3 separate regions of the Mus musculus genome follow, and regions 1 and 3 are each linked to region 2. Evidence: chromatin contacts called from public Hi-C and HiChIP or PLAC-seq data. All regions are on one chromosome and are shown on one strand. The core of a region is the stretch at or near the end of the contact, and the rest is flanking DNA. Distances in the headings are between cores, read along the strand shown. Region 1 overlaps Ky (kyphoscoliosis peptidase). Region 2 has its middle 290 kb from the start of Gm31326. Region 3 overlaps Ephb1 (Eph receptor B1).

Evidence for each region. A called contact is a pair of places that touch in the nucleus more often than the background predicts. HiChIP or PLAC-seq counts read pairs in DNA pulled down with a chosen protein or histone mark.
Region 1: a Hi-C map of cerebellum shows a contact between it and region 2, with 2.9 times the contacts expected there. The contact joins two enhancer-like sites. A contact is called at or near these places in 1 of 39 promoter capture datasets (the 3T3-L1 cell line), 7 of 484 Hi-C or Micro-C datasets (cerebellum, cerebral cortex, cortical neurons and 4 more), 6 of 115 datasets of contacts at active chromatin or transcription factors (differentiating embryonic stem cells, embryonic basal ganglia, embryonic forebrain and 3 more) and 1 of 9 other capture datasets (embryonic stem cells).
Region 3: a contact with region 2 is called in an H3K4me3 HiChIP or PLAC-seq map of embryonic basal ganglia, with 4 times the contacts expected there. The contact joins two enhancer-like sites. A contact is called at or near these places in 2 of 484 Hi-C or Micro-C datasets (nephron progenitors and uterus), 6 of 115 datasets of contacts at active chromatin or transcription factors (embryonic basal ganglia, embryonic forebrain, embryonic hindbrain and 3 more) and 1 of 9 other capture datasets (embryonic stem cells).

The regions. Positions count from the first base shown.
Region 1 is chr9:102,527,011-102,530,572 of GRCm38.p6, forward strand. It overlaps Ky (kyphoscoliosis peptidase), which reads left to right. Exons shown (of 11, transcript NM_024291.3): 8 at 890-1,007. Among named protein-coding and RNA genes, the nearest start is that of Ky, 23 kb to the left of the region's middle. Within about 2 kb of position 1,356, at least 26 of the 459 cell types and tissues checked have an H3K27ac peak or open chromatin away from gene starts, as enhancers often do. A contact at or near this core is called in cerebellum, where this site is marked.
Region 2 is chr9:101,688,830-101,692,191 of GRCm38.p6, forward strand. No RefSeq gene overlaps it. Among named protein-coding and RNA genes, the nearest start is that of Gm31326, 290 kb to the right of the region's middle. Within about 2 kb of position 1,437, at least 37 of the 459 cell types and tissues checked have an H3K27ac peak or open chromatin away from gene starts, as enhancers often do. A contact at or near this core is called in cerebellum and embryonic basal ganglia, where this site is marked.
Region 3 is chr9:102,247,576-102,251,009 of GRCm38.p6, forward strand. The region is part of intron 1 of Ephb1 (Eph receptor B1); the gene reads right to left. Among named protein-coding and RNA genes, the nearest start is that of Gm31233, 39 kb to the left of the region's middle. Within about 2 kb of position 1,771, at least 11 of the 459 cell types and tissues checked have an H3K27ac peak or open chromatin away from gene starts, as enhancers often do. A contact at or near this core is called in embryonic basal ganglia, where this site is marked.

The DNA of each region.
Region 1 (3,562 bases), core at 106-2,605, 840 kb after region 2:
GTCCAGGATTCCTAGTAAGCCCCGCTCTACAGAGATGAGAACCCAGGACGGCCCATCACCAAGAGGGTGACCACAGACTGAGGAGGACACAGCTGTATGAACACCAGAAGGTCCTAAGACAAGTGCCAGCTAGGGCAAGTGCTCATATTCCTGTCTCCTGCTGTCCCACCTGTGTCCCCGGCCGCTGGCTTCCACCTACTCCCAGGGTTCTCCAAGCCATCTTAGAAACCTGGGCCTGAGCGGCTGCCCACTGCTCTCTGAGAGACAGTTAAGGGAATCTTGCCAGGTCCTGACAAGTCACAGGCTTCCCTTGCTGAAGCCTGCAAGTGGGGGAGATGGTGGCCAACTGAGTGGCGGGGTGGACCCTTGTTCCTTTGACATGAAGAACAGCCAGTGTCCCACCTGGATTCCCCGAGGCTCTTCTTTGTCCTCCAGGTGCAACTTAGAAAATGTAGTCACCCAAGGTCTGAACCTGAGGGCGGGTGCCTCCTTCCCTACACCACCACCAGCTTTCTTCCCCCTCTTAGACAAGGTTTCATTAGGCAGCCCTAGCTGGCCTGGAACTCACTATGTAGACTAGGCTGGTCTTGAATTCACAGAGATCTATCTGCCCACCTCTACTTTCTGAGTGCTGGGATTAAAGGTGTGCGCTATGAGGACCAGGTGGTCCTCTCCGCTTTGGCCGCGATGTCCCTTTTGCCACCTACACAAAAGGTGACCACATCTGGCTAGGTTGGGGTCCTGTTTCTGTTCATGCCACCATTTCCTCCTGAGCACAGCTGGGGGGTGAAGGCTATCCTATGGGCTCTGTGGCTTTCCCTTCCTCACTGAGCCATCCTCGTGCACCTGGGAGCCTTGCGTGCCCACAGCCGCCTCCTCTGTCCTCCAGAGTACGACGTTGAGGCTGCCCAGGAGAAGGACCGCCAGGCCTTCAAACCCACTGACATCCTGAGGACCCAGAAGACCAACTGTGATGGTTACGCCGGCCTCTTTGAAAGGATGTGCAGGTATGAAAGACAGCCTGTGATAAGCAAGAGTCCCCGGGCTGTCACCCGACTGCCTGCTTCTTTCTTCTCTTTCGTCCCTCTGTGCCTCTGCCCCCATTGCCAGGTCTGGAGCTTGAGTTTGCAAACTCTGCCGGGGAATCCAAGTGAGTCCTGAAAAGGTCAATTTCTCCCTTTTTAACACCAGCGTAATTGACTTTGGACCATCTGCCGGGCTTCGCCATGCATTAACATAATGGCAGATGAATGCACAAAGATAATTTGGTTATAAAAGGCCCCTTTTCTGCCTTCTCCCTTCACTGTGCAGCTGAAGGTTAAAAGAATGGCAGGCCTGGAAGCCAGAGGACAGTGGCCGCTGACGCCAAGGAGACTATGAAAGGCTGTCCTTTGAGGAGGGAGAGGGGCCGTGCTTGGAAAGATCCATTGGTAGGAAAGCTCAGTAGCCAGGAAGTGGTTCTCTGTGCCTTGGGGCCCCATTCTCAGAGCTATGGCACAGACACAGGCCCAAGTGGGAGAACTGGCTGAAGTAATTCTTGGTAACATCAAGACAGTCTCAAGTCCGGGGGAGCCATACGGATGGATTTCTGAGGTCACCTGGGTTCTCCTAGGGAACAAGCAGGAAGTGAGTGATTGGCTATGTCCCTGAAAAGCTGTGAGTAGGTCTCAGATACCCAGTGTCCACCTATCGGGACTGCAGGTGGCAGTTGTCAAACCACAGTAACAGATGCTCTCCAGTCGAGCAGCTGGCATGGCTTAGCGTTGTGCTGCTGGTCCCCTGTGGCCTTGTGTGCACTTGTGTGTGCCCTGTCTTGAGATGCACACAACCCATTCTCGGCCTGAGCTCCAGTGCCTCCCAACCCTGTATTACCGCTTCCAGGTATAGGCAGATACCTGGTTCTGGGTCCCTCTAGCCCTCCTGCCCAACTCCCTGCTCCAAACTTCCACTTCCCATCTCTGGGACCCTAGCCTCAGAGACAACCTGGGCAGGATCCATGCTGGCTGACCCACTGTTCTCCCTCCAGCAGTACCTTCTACTTCTCCAAGTTCCCAGTGACATCCCCAGCCCCAGAGCCAGGTGCCCCATTGTCTTTGGGCATCCCTGTCCCTGGGTTCCCAGTGTCTTTCAAAGTCCTCCAAAACTTGACCTCAGCCACCTGCTGGCTCTGCACCTCGAAGCAACACTCACACAACACTTCCGCTTCCGCTTCCCATGAGTGCACAGCCCTTCCTGGCATTTCTCTAGGCCCCACCCCAGAGCCTCCTTCCTATCCTTTGACATCTGACCTTGTCTACTAACTTGTGTGAGTTACATTAGGTTTTCATCTTGTAGCTCTTTACTCCAGGTGATGATGAGGAATCAAATCCAGGGCCTTTCCCAGGGAAAACAAACAATCTACCACTAAGCCTTAGCCCTCCCATGGTGCTCCAGACAGACTCTAGCTCTGTAGCTCAGGCTCGCTTTGAATTCACTGTGTGGCAAGGCTGGCCTAAGTGCTGGGATTATGGGTATGCAACAACTGTTCTGCTAATAATTTTTTTAACTATATTATGTTTAGTTAGTTAGTTAGTTAGTTATGCCTCTGTCTCTCTGGGGGCGGGGGAGAGGGGAGGCATATACATGTCATAGCATTCATGTGAAGGTCAGAGGTCAACTTTCAAAAGTCAACTCTGTCTTTGTAACATGAGGGAATTGAACCAGGCTTGGTGGCAAGTGCTTTTACCCACTAAGCCATCTTGTCAGCCCACTAATAACTTTTTTGAATTAAAAAAAAAAAAATGCTTTCTGTAAATAGTCTCCAAAATGTACAAGACAAGGAAAACAACTAATTGGCTCTGAATCACCTAGGTAGAGTTGAGATAGTGACGCCCACGTGCCTTCCCAGGTGATAGTGACACCCATGTCCCTTCCCAGGTGACAGTGACACCCATGTGCCTTCTCTGGCTTGTTCTCAGCACAGTTCTCTCTATGTGCCTTTCTTCCTGTGTCTTAATCCCCCGCCCCTCTTCTGCCTCTCTGAGAACATCTGGCCCAGAATTCTCCACACAGTAGACCCTCAATTGGCATTTACACACAGTAGGCTTTTAATAGGCATTTTCAGAATGGTGAGAAGCAAGAAGGATATGCCTGGCAGACGTGTGTGTTTTCTTTTGAATAACAGAACACCACCGGGTTTTCAGTGCCTGCCTGGCATCTTTCAGAATGTGGTTGTTTTCATAGGAATTTGTAAATTTGAAAACACTTGGATTTCTTTTTCTTTTTTTCTCATGATGGGTTTTGTTTTGAGGTTTATTTTTTTAAGAAGTATTTATTTTATTTTATATAGAGGAGTATACTGTAGCTGCCTTCAGAAGAGGGTATCAGATCCTATTACAGATGGTTGTGAGCTACCATGTGGTTGCTGGGATTTGAACTCAGGACTTTTGGAAGACGAGTCAGTGCTCTTAACCACTGAGGCATCTCTCCAGACCCTGGATTTTCTTTCTAGTTGATTCATTCTTTCACAATTTCATATGCATATTATACTTTGAATGTCTCCCCCATAGTCCCCTCACCTCCT
Region 2 (3,362 bases), core at 187-2,686:
GACAGTCAATTTTCAAGTGTTCTGCTATGTTGTAGCATTGTGACTTTGAAGAGTTGATCCTACCTGGGCTTATTTCCTGTTCTGTGAAAGTAGAGACCAGGCAATTCCAGAGCCCACCTTGAGTTATAGAAGCTGCACAGACTCTCTGGAGCACAACTGTCCAATGGCCATTTATCATGTCTGTGTCCCAAGCTCACAGGAGGCACCTAAATCTGAGAATACTCACAAATAGTCCAAGAAGGGATTTCCCCCCTCCCCCCAAAGTCAGCAAACCAAATTCCCTAGCTAGATTCTGCTGAGTCCCAGCTTCCAAACCTCAAGCACAACCTTCTAGGCGATCGATTTCCACAGAAGCAGTCAAGCCGGTGAGTGAGAGCTTCTGGAAGGTACTTGAGAACTCGGCGGGGGGAGGGGGTGTTTCTAGCCAGTTCCTAGTGTATTATGGGCCCTCAGTTAATACTCATCGAAGTTTCATTGACATTTGATGAGATGGATGAACCATACAATATGTCAATAAAGTTAAGTATTACCCTAACCACATTCTTAAAGTTATTAAAAGTGTCAAGGGCAGGGTGATTTATTTCTTCATTCTATGGAAACATTGCAAAAACACTATGTCTAAAAAAACGCGCAGAGCTTAAATGATAATGATTTATCTTTCTGGTTCCCCTCAGCATTTAGTGTCAGAGACCATTTCTGATGCCATTGTCTCTTGAAGGTCTTTGGCCATTTGACACCATTTTTTTAAGAGCTTTGGGAGATTGCTGTCTGGACTAGAGGCTCAGAAGCTGATGTAAATTCAGTCCCTAGCCACCTCCTGTCTGCAGCTGATCTCTGGCAGCTGCCTAAGTGTGACCCTTTACATTTGATGCCATTGCCCTTGAGTAATGGGTACTTTAGTGTGTGTGCCTGTGGGGGTAGGGGAGCTGACCAAAGCTCAGACCCCGAGTGAAGAGATGAAAACCATAGCTTCCCCCCTCTGACATAGTATGTCTCTTGGGAGGTTATAAACACCAGTGACCGCTGTAGCTGGAATTATCTGCTCTGGGAATTTGTGGTCACTGTGAAATCATTTGGCATATTCAGGTATGCAGTGGGGATCCTGGGGTGACCAGCCTTGGGTTCCCAGGGTAGCTTGGCCACAGGACTCCAAGGGCATGAGAATCCTGAGCCTCAATGTGTGCCTTTCAACATCTAAGATGCACATGCCAGGGGCACAGAGCCTGTACAGATGCTATCTAGCAGCACGTTCAGAGAAAAACCTGGAAAACCCTATTTTACTGCCCAAATTAACAATGTGATTAAAAACCACGTGCAAAATGACAACAGCTGAAACAATAACCAACCTTTCAGCCTTGCAGCTTTAGGGAAGGCTAAACCCATAAGTCCCCCTCCACAGCTGCTCACAGGCGCCCCCTCTTTCAAGGAGCCTGCTTTCTGAAAGCTTCAACCAAAGGCTTTGTGTGAACCCTCCTGCCTACTTCAGCATCTGCCAGGACTCTCCACGGTCTGTTCCGTTCTTGGCCTCGAGGGGGCACCAGAGCTTGCACATAGCGAGGTGGCGGCTCGGCTCCTTGAGACAAAAGAGTTGGATTTTGGATGCCAATTTGTCTTAACATTGTATATAAGGTCTGTCTCAAGCTGAGGAGGCCATATACAGACCCGAATCGGGATGAGCATTTTTCTGGCTGTTCTGTTACTTAGCCAGGGGATGCTGGTGGTCTACAAAACAAACTGGGCTGCTTTTTGCGTGGCAACGTCCACCCTATCCAGGTGAGCGCCTGGGAGAAGGGGTCCTTAGAATAAGATCTTTTAAGGCAAGCGGCTTCTCCTCACTTCGCCCCTTGCCGTGTAGGAGCCGCCTTCAGCAATGAAACAAAAGGTCCCGGAGAACCGAGATAGGGAAGACCAGGAGAGGTAAGCAACAGGAAGAAAAGAAAGGATGCTCGCTAAGGGCAAAATCAAGGAGACAGAGAGAAGCTAATATATGGTGATTGTTTTAAGCATTGTTATGGGTTTTTGGAGTAAAACACAATTTGTAGGAAGCAAACTTCCCCAAATGTGAGTACTTAATAAAGAAGAAAACAGAAGGATTGATAATGGAAATTAGGCTAATGAATAAACAAGCTGCTTAAAAAATGGGCTCCTCTCGCAGTCCGTTATTTTTAACTTAGTGACAATTTGCATACTAGTTAATTTGCATATATTAAATACTGCTCCCCTTCTCCTTCCCACCTCCTCCACTTCAGAATAACATTTCATTACGGTGCTGCTGGGCCTGAGGACTCGTAGGCTCCAGAGAGTTTATTAATTTATCCAACACATGCTGTGTACATTTTTATCACTCGCTGCACAGTGGACCTGGTATCTTTGAAGTCATTAACAAGACAGGGGTGTTCTGCTCGAGGTATTCAAAAAGACAGCCGAGAAAAGCCAGCCTGCAAAGAAGGGGGAAAATAATGTACCAGCAGAACAGGGGAAGATCATGTTTGGCATCTGCCCTTTCTAGGAAGACAAAACTGAGCAACGGATGGTTCCCTCATCTGTATCGGGAAGCCTCCAGATTGCTTCTCTTGCTTATTTATTTTAATTTCTAGAAAAGGAATAGAACTGTTACCCACTGGGTCACAGGCACCTCCAAAGAACTAGCTACACATGGCGTTTCTCCTGGTATGGTCCATCTGGACACATGGCTCTTGGGGACCCTCCAGCCCTCCTGCTGACAAGACGGGCAGGGTAATGAAGACTCGGCACCTTCGTTATGTGTCTGATGTCACTGTCTGAGGCTACCTGGTTCATCCCTGGACTTGATGTCCTCCTCATTGCCCTATCCTGAGGCCCTTCCCATAACTGTTCCTTTCCTGGTGTCTTCTGCTGTAGTAAGAATCTTAAGCTCAGTTGCTTCTGCAGTCCGTCATGTTGTGACTCGCTCTCCCACGGAAACAGAAAGACAACCACAATTTGAGGGGTTCCTTCTAAAGTCACCAGCACTGGCCCACTGCACTAATCTCACTGCTATTTTCCATTGTCATCTTCTCAGGTTAGATATCTGTCCTGATTCTGCCAACTCCTATGCTTCAGTTGAAGAGAGACCCATGTAGTGCTTAGGGCTGGGAAGGGTTTTTTTTCCCAGATGCCAGTGAAAACTGAAATCAAGTTAAATAGTGTCTAATGATTCTTTCATTAAATATTCATTGAATGCCTACTATGTGCCAGCCAACCAGGAACCAGAGACACAGAACTTACATCCCAGGGGCAGAGAGAGACAACACACACGTCAATGATAAATAATTGATACTGTTTGGGACTGATAAGTGTTAAACCCAGGGGCGGAGGGGAGTGAGATGACAGAATTGTGAGTG
Region 3 (3,434 bases), core at 521-3,020, 560 kb after region 2:
TGCCCTGAGAAAGTCTTTCACTGCCTCAGACTTCACAGGACTCTTTGGGGATAACTAGCAGAGCCCACCAGGACCCTGCAGAGAAGAGCAGAATGGGAAAGCCTGGACTCACCACAGAAGGAAGGCGTCTTGCAAGAAGGTTAAGGCAATGCCTTAAATTATAGGAAGGACTTGGGAGTGGCAGGGGCCGGGGGTAGGGGGAGGAATGGGAGGCCTGAAGACGTGTCTCCCAAACAGTAATCTGTAGAAACAGAAAAAGAATGTGTATAATGGAACATCATTTGTGTGGCCCAATTAGTTAAGAGCTAATTAACACAGGCAAACCAGTGTTTTAAAGCACAGATCCCCCTTCCGAGGTGGGGGGATGGGATGGGGAAGCAGAGATGTGGCTTTTTGGGTACAAGAACAACCTTCAGGAGCTCCCACCAGGCAAATGTCCTGGCTGCCAAAAAAAAAAAAAAAAAAAAAAAAAAGGGTCAGGCTGCAGACAGTGTTGAGTGTGGTCACAGCATGACCAGGATGCTGTGGGCTAGTAGGACCCAGAAGCCAGCCTCGGACCATTCTGATTTGTCCTCACATTGCTTAGAAAATGGCTATGAAAGAAAAGCATGGCAGGTCTTCCGGCCACTCTATCGCCCACAAAGCCACTGGAGCACCTGCAGCCTTTGATCCTCCTGTGTCGTTAGCCTTCCAGACCTCCGTCCCTATGCACACGACTTTATCCAGCAGGCGTTCTCCACAGATGTGCCTGACTGATGGATGAATCTTGTCATCTTCTAATATACTTGGAGGTGGGGGTAGGGGGGAGGCTGAGTGTGGAGGTGAGAGGCAAGCAGTGGCTGCAATGGGCAGAATCCATGATCAGAAAGGAAGCTGGGGGCCTGTGCCCTCACGGGCATGAAATGTCAGCTTTGTGGAATCTCCTGAGGCTCCTTTATCCAGTACTCCTTCCGACTCAAGCAGGAAAGTTAGCAAAGACTGGTACCCCTGATGACTGCCAACCTTCCTCCACCTGCAACTTAGGAGATCAGAAAAAAAGCTCTATACTAACAGAGGGAGATACTGACTCAGTCACTGATGGGGGGCAGGCCCTTGTAAGAGCTAAGTACCACCCATCTGGCTGCTATCTCCTTGTAAGCCTGAGAGGCTGTGGTAAACAATGCTGGGGTGGGAGGGCAGATAAGCTCCCTGCTTCAATTTTTCAGATTCTCCTTCCAAAGAGATCGTTTGTCTCTCAAGATGCAGCCCCGCCTGGGACCCAGCACTCTGCCTTGTGGTGCAAGAACTATATTCCCCAAAGGCCCCTGGTTAAGAGAAAGAGCTAGGCAAGACTGGCCCAACAAGAACATATTTGCCAAACCCAGACCTCTTTTGCTAAAGGAGCTTGAACAAATTGCATCAACACTGTAGTTAGATGCTTTGAAGCAACCTTAAAAGTTTGTTTTGCCTAAATCACAGTCAAACGTTCTTCCCTTAACTCTGGAGTCAGCGGCAGAATTAACCTCCTCCGTCACATATACTTTGAATCAAAAGACACTACTCTTGGTTTGTGTGCAATGTCTCTCTACCAACAACCTCATAGAATATCTACCTCACTTGTGAACTTTCTCCCACTCAGAGCCATCCATCCCCAGCTCAGCAGTTACAAAGGCCCAATAACTGCAGGCTTTCCTCCTTCAGCCCCTGAGTTCACCTGCTATGACGGCCCCTCCCATCCTGTGGGCCACAGCAGCTCTGGCCCAGGCTGACCCCCCCACCCACGGCAGCCCCCAATACTGGCACAGTGCTAGCAGCTGCTTTCTTTCAGGAGCTGCCTCCGTGAGATGAAAGGGGCTATGTCCCTTAAACAGAAGAGAATATTTTAAACAGGGAATTAACAGCAAATTAAACTGGTTTCATTGTGCTCATTCATGCGCAAAATGAGTGTGGGAGTTAAATGGAGAAAAACCAAACAGACCATGAGTAGCGATAATCAGAGGGCAGAATCCAGTTCCCAAAAGAAAATGATCCCTCGGAGAGAGCAGAGTACTGCATGGAACACGGATCCCAGGGTGTCCAGAGCACTCCCCTCTTGCCCACCCAAAGCCAGCATCCTTGCCAGGCTGCATGGTGCAAAGGGCCAGGGCTATTACCTTCTGTAAACGGTGTTCAGGAATAGCTTATTGCATTGCCTCCGAGTGCTCAGTCAAAACCATTAAAGCAACAACCAATGAGGTCCACAGCCCTCATAGGGCTTTCCCTTCCCAGGCACAGTTTCTATACTGGGATCTCCATGAAACTGCCCAGCCCACAAACAGGCTGAAGGGCACTCATCAGTTTCCTTGGAATTCATCAGGTTCTGGGCTTAGCAGCCAGAGAACAATAGGATTAAAGCACTGAGCAACTTGTAAGAATTTCAGGAGCCTCTTTCCTTCCAACCCTACCTGCTTCGTTTACTAGCTGATGCCCATCTCTGCAGGGCAGCTAGTGCTGCAGAACACAGATGCAGCTGGATGCGAGGGGACTCTGACCCCAGGGCCTTCTGAAAAGTTGTTTGTTGCAAAAAATGGGAAGGCTCCCATGCTGATTCATTTGTGTGTGTGTGTGGATGCCCATGCGCAGCTGTGTGCACATGGACATGTATGTGGCAGTGCACCTACACATGTGTGCATGTGGAAGGCATAATCGATGTCTGGTGCTTTTCTCACATGCTTTGTATTTCTTTCTCCTTTTTTTGAGAATTTCATATGTAAATACGCTCTCATTTTCATCGTCTCCACCTCTTCCTCTCCTACTTCAACGTAACCTTCTCCCAAACTCCTCGGATTCATGACTTCTCCTTCCGTAATCATTAGAGTTACATATATCTACAACCTCCGGCATCTCTTTAGTCTTGCTGGCATGAGCATGTCTTTAGGGCTGACCACCTACGATTGGATACCAGTCAGAATGATTACCCCTGGAGAAAAGTAATCCTTCTCTCATCCCCAGCCATTGGCTGCCTGCGGTTCTTCATCGAGGGGTGGAGCCTTGTGGGATCTCCTCCATCTACGCTGGCATGCTAACCTGTGTGGTCAGTGAGTAGCTGTGGTGTAGGCAACCATAATGTTAAGACTTAACAGAAGCATCACCCCTGCCACGTCTTATAATCTTTCCACTGTCCCACCGTGTTTCCAGGACCATGGGTTCAGGAGTTGTGTTGTAATGTGTTGATTAGGGCAAGACACCCACTGTCACTTTTTGTCTGCATTTTGGCAACTGTGGATCTCCACAGCAACTTCCATATGCTACAAAAAAAGAAGTTTCGTTTCTTTTCTTTTCTTTTCTTTTCTTTTCTTTTCTTTTTCTTTTTCTTTCTTTTCCTTTCCTTTCCTTTCCTTTCCTTTCCTTTCCTTTCCTTTCCTTTCCTTTCCTTTCCTTTCTTTTCTTTTCTTTTCTTTTCTTTTTGGTTTTCA